4 separate regions of the Sus scrofa genome follow, and regions 2, 3 and 4 are each linked to region 1. The links are chromatin contacts, called in public Hi-C and promoter capture Hi-C maps. All regions are on one chromosome and are shown on one strand. The core of a region is the stretch at or near the end of the contact, and the rest is flanking DNA. Distances in the headings are between cores, read along the strand shown. Region 1 holds the start of STT3A (STT3A, catalytic subunit of the oligosaccharyltransferase complex). Region 2 holds the start of TBRG1 (transforming growth factor beta regulator 1). Region 3 holds the start of ESAM (endothelial cell-selective adhesion molecule). Region 4 holds the start of FOXRED1 (FAD dependent oxidoreductase domain containing 1).

The links. Promoter capture Hi-C pulls out the DNA fragments that hold promoters and counts their contacts. Hi-C and Micro-C count contacts between places; a contact is called where the count stands out from the background.
Region 2: a promoter capture Hi-C map of liver shows a contact between it and region 1, with 3 times the contacts expected there. The contact joins the promoter of TBRG1 here to the promoter of STT3A in region 1. A contact is called at or near these places in 1 of 5 promoter capture datasets (liver) and 1 of 47 Hi-C or Micro-C datasets (liver).
Region 3: a Hi-C map of skeletal muscle shows a contact between it and region 1, with 5 times the contacts expected there. The contact joins the promoter of ESAM here to the promoter of STT3A in region 1. A contact is called at or near these places in 2 of 47 Hi-C or Micro-C datasets (heart right ventricle and skeletal muscle).
Region 4: a contact with region 1 is called in a Hi-C map of liver, with 2.9 times the contacts expected there. The contact joins the promoter of FOXRED1 here to the promoter of STT3A in region 1. A contact is called at or near these places in 2 of 47 Hi-C or Micro-C datasets (liver and skeletal muscle).

Annotation. Positions count from the first base shown.
Region 1 is chr9:52,725,464-52,728,386 of Sscrofa11.1, reverse strand. It overlaps STT3A (STT3A, catalytic subunit of the oligosaccharyltransferase complex), which reads right to left and starts at 1,498. Exons shown (of 18, transcript NM_001243852.1): 1 at 1,449-1,498.
Region 2 is chr9:51,863,790-51,866,712 of Sscrofa11.1, reverse strand. TBRG1 (transforming growth factor beta regulator 1) reads right to left here and starts at 1,401. Exons shown (of 9, transcript XM_003130020.4): 1 at 1,012-1,401. The coding sequence starts at 1,161.
Region 3 is chr9:51,991,037-51,993,959 of Sscrofa11.1, reverse strand. ESAM (endothelial cell-selective adhesion molecule) reads left to right here and starts at 1,545. Exons shown (of 7, transcript XM_005667461.3): 1 at 1,545-1,780. The coding sequence starts at 1,711.
Region 4 is chr9:53,363,760-53,366,682 of Sscrofa11.1, reverse strand. FOXRED1 (FAD dependent oxidoreductase domain containing 1) reads right to left here and starts at 1,388. Exons shown (of 12, transcript NM_001244921.1): 1 at 1,282-1,388. The coding sequence starts at 1,366. SRPRA (signal recognition particle receptor subunit alpha) reads left to right here and starts at 1,598. Exons shown (of 14, transcript XM_003130057.5): 1 at 1,598-1,874; 2 at 2,484-2,567; 3 at 2,860-2,923. The coding sequence starts at 1,758.

The DNA of each region.
Region 1 (2,923 bases), core at 249-2,748:
AGATGGATCACTGCACTTCTAATCCCTTTTATCACACAAGTACTGCTCAGACTTATACCCACTTTCTATCAGCTGTCTCAAAGCATCTCTGTAATTGACACTGCTGATTTAAGCCACTGATCCCAGAGACAGCTCATGGAACCAGATGACAATCCAGAGGGAAAAGAAGACAACATTTTCCTACTAAAGTAAAAAATGATCAGGCTGGCAGGGGGAAAAGGCGGGGCTAGATTAAAACTAAATATTGAGGGAAACAGTCTGTAGATCATTCAGAATGGTGATCTCTTGATGGATAAGGTTTACTATTAGCAATAATTAGGAGGTTAGCTCTTTATGTCGAAGAGGGCTCTGCCTTCTTAAACCACAAGCTGGTCAAAGGCTAAGTGACAAAGAATCTAATATTAAAGGATACGAAACACTGTACAAGACGCCAGCGGGGACAAAAAGGAACCTGGACCCCTTCTGATCTTTTGCCCCACTATTACTAGAGAAGAGGAGGGAAAAAAAAAAAACACTGGACTAGGCGAAAGGCATGAAGAAGCAACATGCTCCAACAGTGAAAAGCCAAGCATCTTTTCCAAAGTTAACTGTCTCAGAGGAGCAGTTTTAACATAGTTTTAATTATAACCCCAAAGGAAAACCTTATCTTGCAACCAAATTAAATACCTAACTCAGGAAGTCAACAATCCAATCACATCCCTCAGGATAGTACTTGTCTTCTCCAACGCTTGAAATAGCAAAACTCACCACCACTGAGTAGATTTGAGCCATAGGCCTAAAAGAGTAAGGGAGTAAATGAGAGCACAAGAACCTCGACCTGAAAACTGAGTAAAAGGAGCTGGTAATTTAGGCCAGGACCCTAAGGGAGTTTCCATACTGTGCTCTCTGGTCTTGTTCGCATACCGCTAAAGCGATTAAGGGCAAAGACTTTTCTCAAAACACTTAGCATATGTTCTCCACCTCACCTGCGCCTGAAAGCGCTGGCCCCCTCGTCCCACCCTAGTTCTAGTTCCGAAGACTGCAACTTGCCCACCCCGTTTGCCTACACACTTTCTCACACTCCCCCCCCCCGCCCTCCTCTACTTCAGGTCCCTCCTCCCCCGGTCTCCCACCTTCAGAAAACGCAACACCTCTGACACCACCCACCGAGGGACACCCCACCACCTCAGCATCCTAAGCGCCATCCTTCCAGGGACTAGTCTCCGGGTGCGATCTTTCCCACGCCTTCCTTAGCTTAAGCGCACGCCCCATCCCAGACCCTTACATCCTTCCATTTCAGGATGTCCCCACACCACGCCCCACGCCCCCTCCTCTGCAAGGTCCTAGATTCTGCTCCGCGCCCATACCCCCCGCCATTAGAGCCCCATCCATGCACTTCGTTCTGCCCCACAAACACCTTAGACTGCACTTGCCGCTAATTCTTAAGTAATACTCTAGGGCCTTCTCACCTGTCCCGCGCTCCTCAGGAGTCCGTTCGGCTCGCTCTGCCATCCGTTCACCGCGCACCCAACCTTGGTAGCACCAAGTTGGCCTCCCGGTCCGCTTCCCATTGGCTGGCTCAGGGCCAATATGACAATTGATGAGAGCGATAGGGTCATAGAACTGTCTGTCAAACTCGGAGGCGTGGACAAAACCGCACTCCCACTTCTTAAGTGGTCTATGCAGAAATCACTTAGGATCGAGAAGGCGGGACCTCGTACAAGTGCCGAGCAGTGATAGGTCCGCTTGTGCGAGCGTGGGCGCAGAAGAAACCGCTCAAAGCAGTTTGGTTGAGAGCTGAGCAGTGACGTGTCAGTCCGAGGACCGCAAAGGAGTCGCGGGCGGAAGGTGCGGACGGTTTAGCCCAAGTCATGTGACCAGAAACGGAAACTACGCCAAGGAATAAGCCAAAACTACAAATCCCAAAAAGCCGTGCTAAGATCGCGCTCCTCCTTTTCTGAGAGTTTTGTTTTTTAAAGGTAGAAACTGTTACCTAATATAAGATTAAAGAAGAGGAAGGAAACACTTCCCACCTACTCTCAAAGAAACTCAAATGCTTCCCGGGCCAGACCGTTACATCTTGTACAGGATCTCTTGACTTACAGTTCTCTCAAGAGCTGTTTTTGAAGATGCTCCCGGAAAATGTGATGGACCAGAGCCCTGACAAATTTTACGAGGCATTTACCTCTCTTAAGCCCGACCTCGGGAGTAAGCACGCCAAGGCCAAAAGGATCGTCGAAGTTTGGTTGGAAGATTCTAAGCCACAGACTGAGTGCACCAACCCGCGGAGGCGGTCCTCCCATGCATGCGACAGGCTTCCTGGAATCAGCCTGCAGACCTGCGGTACTTTGTCAGCTCACCCTTTGTAAGTTACGTGCTCGTGGAAGCTGCTAACTCGCCTCAGTTCTCCCTCTGTCCACTCACAAAGAAAAGCTACTGAGGGCAGGGAAGGGGACGAAGTTCCAGCAGCCAGCTCCATCACCTCTCAGACACGCACTCCTACTTCCTACACACCTCTGTGAGCAAGAGCTACACCAAATGAAATAGGAGCATCCGGCAACTGTTCAAATTTAGCGCCAGTGTCACTCATTTCTCTTCACAGTTACTCTGAATGCGGCCGACCAAATTTATTGAAAGCACATTAAATCACTGCTTCAAAATCACGTGTATGTTTCAAAATTCACATGACCAGGTTCACCCCAGGACGTTATGATTCAGAAGATCTGCTTTTTCCTTTTGTATTTGTGTTAAATGTAATTTTACTAACAAAAGGAAACAAACTGAATGAATTGCAGAACTTCAAGTAAATGCTTCTTCAAAAGGAGTTTTTCTTTTTAAAAGAATTAAAATTAGATCTTTTAAATTAAAAAAAAAAAACGGCTTCAAGAACATTAAGATATTAACTTTCGGATTAATTTTTTTTTGAATTGTTTAACATGTTTCT
Region 2 (2,923 bases), core at 152-2,651, 860 kb after region 1:
TATCCCCTTTCTTCACAAAATCTACTTCAGGGGCTTAATGGAAACAATACTCTTCTAACAACATAGGCATCTTTGACATTTAGGCGACAAAAGAATGGTAACACTTAGATACCAAATCCTCTTAATTCCACTTTTCTTATTTCTCTCTAGTGCACGTGCCAAGTGCTAAATAAATGTTTTTGGAATGAATGTTCTAATTTCTAAAACTTTCCTCACACTTCCAAAGACCTGAGGGACATTCAAGCTTCAGGTGGAAAAGGTAAGGTGGTGATTCAGATGGGAAGACATCTGAGGACTCCACTTCCTATTTCCAAGCACTGGAGTGAGCCTGAGCAAGCCTGAATATTGTAACCCTTAGTAATGACTAGTAAACCAGTTCATTCATCCAATAAACCCAGGACCTCTACAATAAAGAAGGGTAGAAACACTCAGAAGACTCAAAAGTGGTTGGAAGGAGGGATAATTGAATGCTTCATGTGCCTTTTCGGGGGAAAAAAAAGGGTCAATTACCGCGTGTGTTGTGGGCCTTGGGAAACAGGCTGTGTAATGGAAGTAATAAAGAAACTAGAATCAGGTGTTCTGAGTTGGGAGTCTGAGTCCTGACACAGTGGCCGTGAGCAAATCATCTCTGCCGGCTTCGGTGTTGCTATTCTAAAAAGTGCCTTATTCTCAGGTTTCTCTCGAGAATAAAAAGCCTTTCAAAGAGTTTTGCGGTAATAACGATAATGACTAAAACTTATTGGCGCTTCTGGCTGACGAGGTCTTTACTTTCCTCATTTAATCTTCTTGAACTCTGCTAGGTAGTTATTCGATCTCTTTTGCAAATGAGGAAACAGGATTATAGATATTACACCATTTGTCCAAGGCACAAGGCTTACAAGAAGTAATGTAAATCGTAAAAGCTAACACTGTATTAATACTGCCACTCTGGGAAAGGGCACAGTTTGGGGAAAAGATTTCGCGCGTCAGGAGAGTCTCGAGGCGGAGAAGGGCTGGGCGCTGGTCACTCACAAACACCGTGGCTTTGGCCGCCTTGCGCAGCCGCAGGTACTTGAGCCGGTACTTCTCGTTCTGGCTCTTCTTCGGGAGCTTTTTCATCCTGGCCCTGCTGGACTGCAGCGGGGCCCGCGGCGAGGAAGCCAGGCCGCCCAGCAGGCTCATGGTCCGGCCCCGCTACGGGGGCTCCAGGGCGCGGCCTGCATCAGCTCCTCGGACTCAGAGCGGCCTCAAGCGCCGGCTTCGTACGGGTCTGGGCTGGCGGATGCGGGCTTCTAAGGAACCGACCGCCCCAGAACGTCCCTGAAGGGCACAGCGGAGCCAGAAACCCAGCAGCCAACCCGGCTCCTGGTGCCTCCTTGCACTTCCGCGTCTGCTTCGGAAGTCAGTTCTGCCGGAAGTTACGTCTCGGCGCCGGCCGCGTGTAACTTCCGGGGCTGGGAGCCGGGTCGGTCCGCAGGGCACGCCCATCTGAGGCCCCGGAGGCGGGGATAGGAAAGTGGGCGGTCTAGGTGGGAAGGAGGGCGGTGGGAAGTGACCCTCTGAGATTCGCGCCTGTGTGTGCTTAGCTGAGGCGTGTTGTTGTCGAGCTAAAGAGGAACAAACAAAAAATCTTACACGGGCCTATCTCATATACGCTCTCCAAGCCGAGCCACAGAATTAAAAAAAAAAAAAAGATTTATTATGTGCATATATATTATATATGTGTATATATGTGTGTGTGTATATATATATAAAATCAGTCCCGCAGATACATATATACACATATATAATATATATGCACATATATCAATATATGTGTGTGTATCTATATTTTGGGGGGGGGCGCACCCATGGCATATGGAAGTTCCCAGGCTAGGGGTCACATCAGAGCTGTAGCCGTTGGGCTACACCACAGCGACGGGCAATGCCGGAAACCAGCCGCCTCTGCGACCTACACTACAGCTCACGGCAACAACGTCGGATCCAGAACCGGCAACTTCATGGTTCCTAGACAGATTCGTTTCCGCTGAGCCACTACAGGGAACCCCTGTTCTTTTTTAAATATTTTTTTTCCATCATGTTCTATTCCAGGAGATTGGGTATAGTTCCCTGTGCTATACCATAGAACCTTGTTTATCCATTCTAAATGTCACAGTTTGCATGTACTAACTCCAAACCCCTAATCCATTCCACCACACTGCATTTCAACATCACTTTTCCACACTTCATACAGACTGACCTTCCTAGATTGTAGGATGCACATGAAAGCAGTGCTGGGACTGTGGCTTTCCTTTCTTCCTTCCTTTATACAGCTTGCACAGGTGTTTCTTGAGAGCCTATTACACTGTGACTTTACTGGGAGCTGGGACTACAGTGGTGAATAGAAAAAAAGGCTTCTGCTCTCAGATTAGAATCTAGTATGGAAGATGGAAGGGATTTAACTGGCAGTTTTAATAACTTGCGCCAAGTGGGCACTCAGTAAATATCTGCCTAATGAAATCAAAAGTATGTTTCCGTGCCTACACTTGTATTTATAAAGCTCTTTGTAACCAAAGACTATCTAAAATCATCAAGTAAGTAAGGTGAACAGTTTTTTAGAATGCAATCTTGGTAAATGCGCTGGGCTGAAAGGCAGAAAACTTGTAGTATTCATTTTTCTCCCAGCAATTCCACTAACTAGCTGAGTGAGCCTCTGGGTTACCGGTTTTTCCTTTCGAAACTGAATATACTCTTTAGAATAATGAAGTGAAAGTTATAAAGGTAATGAAGTGAAAAGTACTCTGTTGATGTATAATTACTGTTCTATATACTCAAAATTTAGGCTTTTAGAATTGTATATGGAAATTAAGGAAAATATGTGCAGAGTTAAAACAATAAATTCAATAAGTTACTGGAGAAAAAGCTTACGCTAAAATAAGTTTGAAAAAAAAAAGAGTTTTAGAAT
Region 3 (2,923 bases), core at 296-2,795, 730 kb after region 1:
AGTGTGATAGAATAGAAAAGCCAAACCAACAGCACACTCCCCCCATATATTCAGACCACAAAATCTACTTGACAATTCCAAGTTTGTAGGTCCCCCTACGAAGGAATGAGACTGGCAGTTAGCTATTACTGTTGCTGTCACTGAGTATTAGATTCCAGGCGCTGCATGAGTAGTCTAGTGTTTGCATAGGCAAACCCACTGCATGGCAGGTATTTAAAGAGCAGCCAGCCAGGTCACACGAAGAAGAAGCAGCTGAGAGGCTCTGTGGGGTGCTGTGTAGAAAAAGACCTTGGGCAATGCAGGCTCAAGGACCATAGTCAGTATTAAAACAGCAGAACTCCGTGGCATAAAAGGAATCCAGGAGGCCCGGCTGCTTTTCTTCTCAGTTAACTGCCACCCAGAGCAGGTAGCGCCAGGGATTTGTTATTATGTTTTCTGTCCTCGGTGACCTTTGCTCCGTGGGTTGACCCATACCCGGATGTTCGAAGCATCTTTATTTTGGCTGTTGGACTGGGAAGGCAGAACAGGTGCGTGCCTTTCTGTTAGGGATCTGTGGCCGCCAGAGGGCGCAGAGGTGCCTTCGACGGACTGGCGAGGAGAGGGACGGTTAAATTAAATTTCACAGCGAACAAGATCTATCCCCGGGAATTAAAGGATCAGATCAGGCGTGAGGTGGGATGGGAGGCGGCGAAGATGGGATAAATAAATGGTACTTTGTCCAGTCTACTTTCCCGCAGCGGCTTTTCAGAGTTGAGCGGGGAACTAGGCACCTGTTTCCTCAGTTTCCTGCTCAGCTCCTGGGGTATCCTTGCGTCAGTCATTTCCCTGCTCAGGTTTGCAACAGCAAGCCCCGGGTGACCTTCGGGCTGCGTTTTAGAGCACCTCTAAGAACCTGAGAGAGGCCCCCTTCTCCGCCCACTGGTGAACACTGTCCTAGCGTCCACAGCTGATGCAGCCTCGGGTGGGCGGGGCTCAGGAAGGGATGTGGCACGTGCAGGGATGGGCATCCTTTCCCCAGCCGCTCCCGCAGTCCGTCCTGTCCTGGGCTCCGGGAAACTGGTAGTTTCGGACAGCAAAACCTAGCCCGCGATGCCAGCACGTTGGCCTCTTCCTGCCGTTCCGACCCCCATTTGCAGACCCCCAGTGGTCCCGGGAAAACGCGGCCCCCCTCCTCTCCTCTTAGGCTGAGGACGCGGAACTCCCAAGCCCCGGCTGTTTAGGGTTTGGGTCCGGGTAGCCCCTGGACGTGGGATAATGTGCAAACCTCCCTTCCTTCTTGGCTCCCCTTTCTGTCCCACGCGGGCAGAAGGGCACGGTGCAGTACGATAGTTCAGGACCCTTCTCTTCGGCCCTCGCCTCCAGCTGGCTGTCGGGGCGCCGCGACTCACCTGACATCCCTCTGCGTCCTGACCTGTTGGAGGCCGCGGGATCCGGCCGTCGAAGCGTGAGGAGCGCCCCCTGCGGCGGGTCACCGGCGCGCCGGGCCCAGGAGGACCGCGACCTCTCCGCCCCCTCGAATGCCCCGCCCCCGAGTCCCTGTTGGTCCCCACCCCGCCACCGGCACACACACGCCCAGACTCTGGCCAGAGCTGCACTTGGTGTCAGTGGCCCGGCTCCTGCGTCCGATCCTGCTGTCGTGCAGCCTCAGCACCTGTCGGTCGGTGTGTCCCGGAGCCGGTACCCCTGACTCCATCCGGGCCAGGGAAGGCCATGATTTCCCTGCCCGGGTCCCCCGCGACCAACTTACTGCAGTTTTTGTTCCTGGGGCTGACTACTCTTGGTGAGTGAAACCCTGAACCTGGAAAGGACCTGAGGTGGGAGATGGGGTGAATCCGACCCTGGGGGAGGTGGTTTTGGGCACTGATGAGGAACTGGGTGGGCTGGGATTCCTGTCTTAGACGCTTTCCCTACCCCCACTGCTATTTTCCACCACACAAGGTATCACTGAGTAGTGCTGACTCTGTCCTTGCTGTGTCGGCAAACAGCCACCACTTTGGGCACAGTGTGTGCGGTGAGGGAGAGGGTTAGGACTCAGAACCATTCCTCACCCCCACTGCCCACCTCCACCCAGCAGAGCCGGATGAGCTGAGCTGCTAGATGAGACACTGGCTAAAGAGCTTAAGGACTTAACTCCAGTCCCCCCCCCATCCGTCCCCCCCACTTCCCACCGCTCAAGCTGATGTGCAAGAGCCCCTAGGGAATTCCCTGGTCTCTGGGCTTGACACACCATTTCATGTCAATTCCCCAGCCCAGATCCTCCCTCTTGCCCCCTCCTCCTGCTTCCTGCCCTGGGAATCAAGGGAGGTGCCCCCAAAAGCATGACCGTGAGGTCATTTGGGACACAGGAAATGGAGGAGGGGTTCGAATGCCTGGAGGAGCAGAATTGTGACACCATCCCCCCCCAGAGGTCCACCACCCCTAATCAGTTCCCAGAGCCAAAGGACAAAGGAGTCCCAGAGGAAGGGCGCCTCCTTGGAGCAAGTGCTTGAGGAGTATTGAAGGTGCCCAGGAGCACCCAGAAGCTGGAGGTGGCCCAGTGCAACATCTGGGGAGAAAAGGCCCCTTGGAAACTTAGCTGTTTCACATGCTGCCTCCCAGGCTTTCTTGCCATCCTTCTTCAAGGATTCCTGAATGGGGGTGAAGGGTGGGTTTGTCTGGTGCAGCTATAACTCCCACTTTCAGGCTGGAAGCCACCAGGGCAAGTAAAGCTTGGAAAGATGTAGAGAAAAATTCAACCACAGTGATGGGGACTGAGATGGGAATCACCTAACTCATCTGAGTCCCCTTTAGCCCAGTCTGCTGCAAGGGCATTAGGGGATGAAGTACCCCAGACAAAGTGGGGTTCAAGACCAGCCACAAAAAAGCAGAGACACCTTCCTGCCCCCTAGTCTTGGTGGGCCTGCTCCAGGATCCCTTGACTTCT
Region 4 (2,923 bases), core at 139-2,638, 640 kb before region 1:
ACTTTCCACGTGGCCCTTGAAGACACTGTACAATCTGGCTCCTATTCTCCTAGTCTTCTCTGCACACTCCAGCCCCAGCTCCTCATTCTTATCACAGGGGTCCACACAGGTGACCTCTCTGCTTTGAAACTCTGTGCCCACTTCTTTGCCCAGTTAATCCCTTGCTTCCTTTAGATCTCAGCCCAGTTATTATTTTCTCAGAGATGCCCCCTTGACTATGCCAAGTTCTCCTGTCACACTATCTCATAGCTCCGTGAATGGCTCTTTTGCAGCATGCAACACACCTGCAACCTTGCATTTCTCTGGGATTGCTTCATACTGTATTCTACCTTCTTCACCGAAATAGCCAGCCCAGCACAGTACCTGGTACCTCCTAAGTGCTTAATAAATGTTTTGAATACATGAATCCTTTTGACTTTCACACCTAACTCACAAATCTCTGAGTCTTGTCTCCAGTTCAAGTTCAAACTCTTCTCAGCAGCATGTGACTCTTTCTTTGATCTGGATTTATTTTACCTCTCCAGACTATATTTCATACTACTACTCAAACTCTATCTGGATGGCCTTTGCTAATTCCTTGCGTAAGAACAGTATTTTTCTCCTAACCTTTGTTCAGTTCTCCAGCACCTGGACATCATACCTTCCTTGAATCAGTAAACATCATCTTTCAAGGCTGACCTCGGTTCGCATCTGTTCCATGTATACTAGCTACTCCCCTGGCAGTGCAGGGCATAACTCTTAAGCTGGGTTGAACTGGTCTATTGAAGCCTTGAACTGGTCTATTGAAGCCTTTCCTTTCCAGCTACACTTCAGGCACCTCCAGAACATATATCGAATCCTCCTTCTCTTCTTTCCTCTTGAACTTTCCAGCCTTGAACTGGTCTATTGAAGCCTTTCCTTTCCAGCTACACTTCAGGCACCTCCAGAACATATATCGAATCCTCCTTCTCTTCTTTCCTCTTTCATGACTACAACACTAAGAACAGCATCCTGCATGCGAGCAGGACTTAATGCACTTCTATCAAACCAATGAATCACCCTGGCTGTTATTCTGGCGGTAAGCTCAGGCATAGAACGAACTGGGATTTGTCACCTGAGAAGGGCAACCTCTGGATCCATACACCTGTCCAGACTGTACAAGCTCTGGCAGGTAAGATATCCCTTCTTCCAGCGACCCACTGTCTTCTGAGCGTGGCCAGGGATCCCAAGTCCTGAAGGTCACATGGCTGGACATTGGGGGCATCCCAGAACCATGATACCCTCCGCTGCCCTCAACTTTACCCAGAGTAGAGCCTCCTCTGCGTGTGCCTAGCTCCCGGCCCAAGAGGCCCCGGCGCAAGCCGAGCCACAGCGCCCTCCGAAGCATGGCCCTCCAGCGTCCGGCCGCTGTGGGAGGGTACCCTACACTGGTAAGCCAGCCGTCACTGCTCTGCGCCACGGGCCATTCATCCGAGCGTGCCCATTGGCCAGCGGCTCCCCGCCCCTCCGCCTGATAGGCTGTCGACCCCTTCCGTGCGTCCCCGAGAGCCCCGCCTAGGCCCGCCCCTACCCGCCATTGGCAAGCCTGGCGTCTACGTAGATCCCGCGCGCCAGCTGGAGGAGTGGGGGAGGAATCCCGGGGCCGCTGAGCGGAAGTGCGGATGAGCCGGTTTCCGGGGCCGCTGGTGTGACGTGTCCTGAGCTTGGCGCAGCAGGAAGCGGCGGTGATCGCGGCCTGAGTTCCCGGCGGCGGCCCCGGCTCCTTTCCCGCTGCCGCCATGCTCGACTTCTTTACCATTTTCTCCAAAGGCGGGCTCGTGCTCTGGTGCTTCCAGGGCGTGAGCGACTCATGCACCGGGCCGGTTAACGCGTTGATTCGTTCCGTGCTGCTGCAGGTACCGCCCCCGCAGGATCAGAACTCTGGGCTCGTCTCTCTGACCCGGTCCATAGTCCCCCTCGACTGATCCCGTGCCTTCCTCCCACTCCCTCGGCCCACCTCAGACTGGCCACTCACTCGTAACCGGGACTCCACTTTTTTCTCCCTTCCTATCACACCATCCCGCAACTTTGCGACGTCCCCTCCCCCTCCGCTTCCTGGGACTCTGGCTGGATTCCGTAGTCTGTTGAGACTTGCCATCGTTTCCTCCGTTTGCCCCGAGCAGCTTGATTTTCTCTTGTTTCGATGGCTGAGTGGGATACTGAATAGAAAACGGTCTTTTAGGAACTAATACTATACAGCTGCGATTGTTTATATGGGGACTATTTCCCTTTCAGCCCGCACGTGTCCTTCCACGTCCCACCTCTTTCCCTCTGCCCTCCAGCTTGGTGTCTCCTTTTCTCCCTAGTGAAATGGTGGAGAGAAGTGCCCCCGCATCTTGTTGCCCTGGGGACAGGTTTGACTTTGGGGGAATGTCTAGCTCTTTCCTAAAGGTAATCCTAGAGGGGCCCAAGTCTGGGTTTGGTGGGGATAGTCTGAGCTTTGAGACATAACTCTTTTTTTCCAGGAAAGGGGAGGTAACAACTCCTTCACCCATGAGGCACTCACACTCAAGTATAAACTGGACAACCAGTTTGAGCTGGTGTTTGTGGTAAGTGGGGGTATTTTAGAGGGGCAATGTTACATTCGCAGTGTAGTTCTGATATTAAGAAAACCTTGATTAATTGCACCCAGTGTATATGATGAAGTAAGTGAGAAGACAGGGAGGGTGGAGGGGGAAAGGGAAGAAGCTCTTGGGCCCCATCAGAGAGCTTGGCTGCTCCTCAGGTCAGGGAAATCTGCCAGGTGGCTGAGCCAGTCTCTGGAGGCCTGGGTTGAGTTGGCTTCCCTCTTCTGGCTGGCATGTAAGCAGATCTGTTGGCTCTGTTTCTTTCCCTAAACAGGTTGGTTTTCAGAAGATCCTAACACTGACCTATGTAGACAAGTTGATAGATGATGTGCACCGGC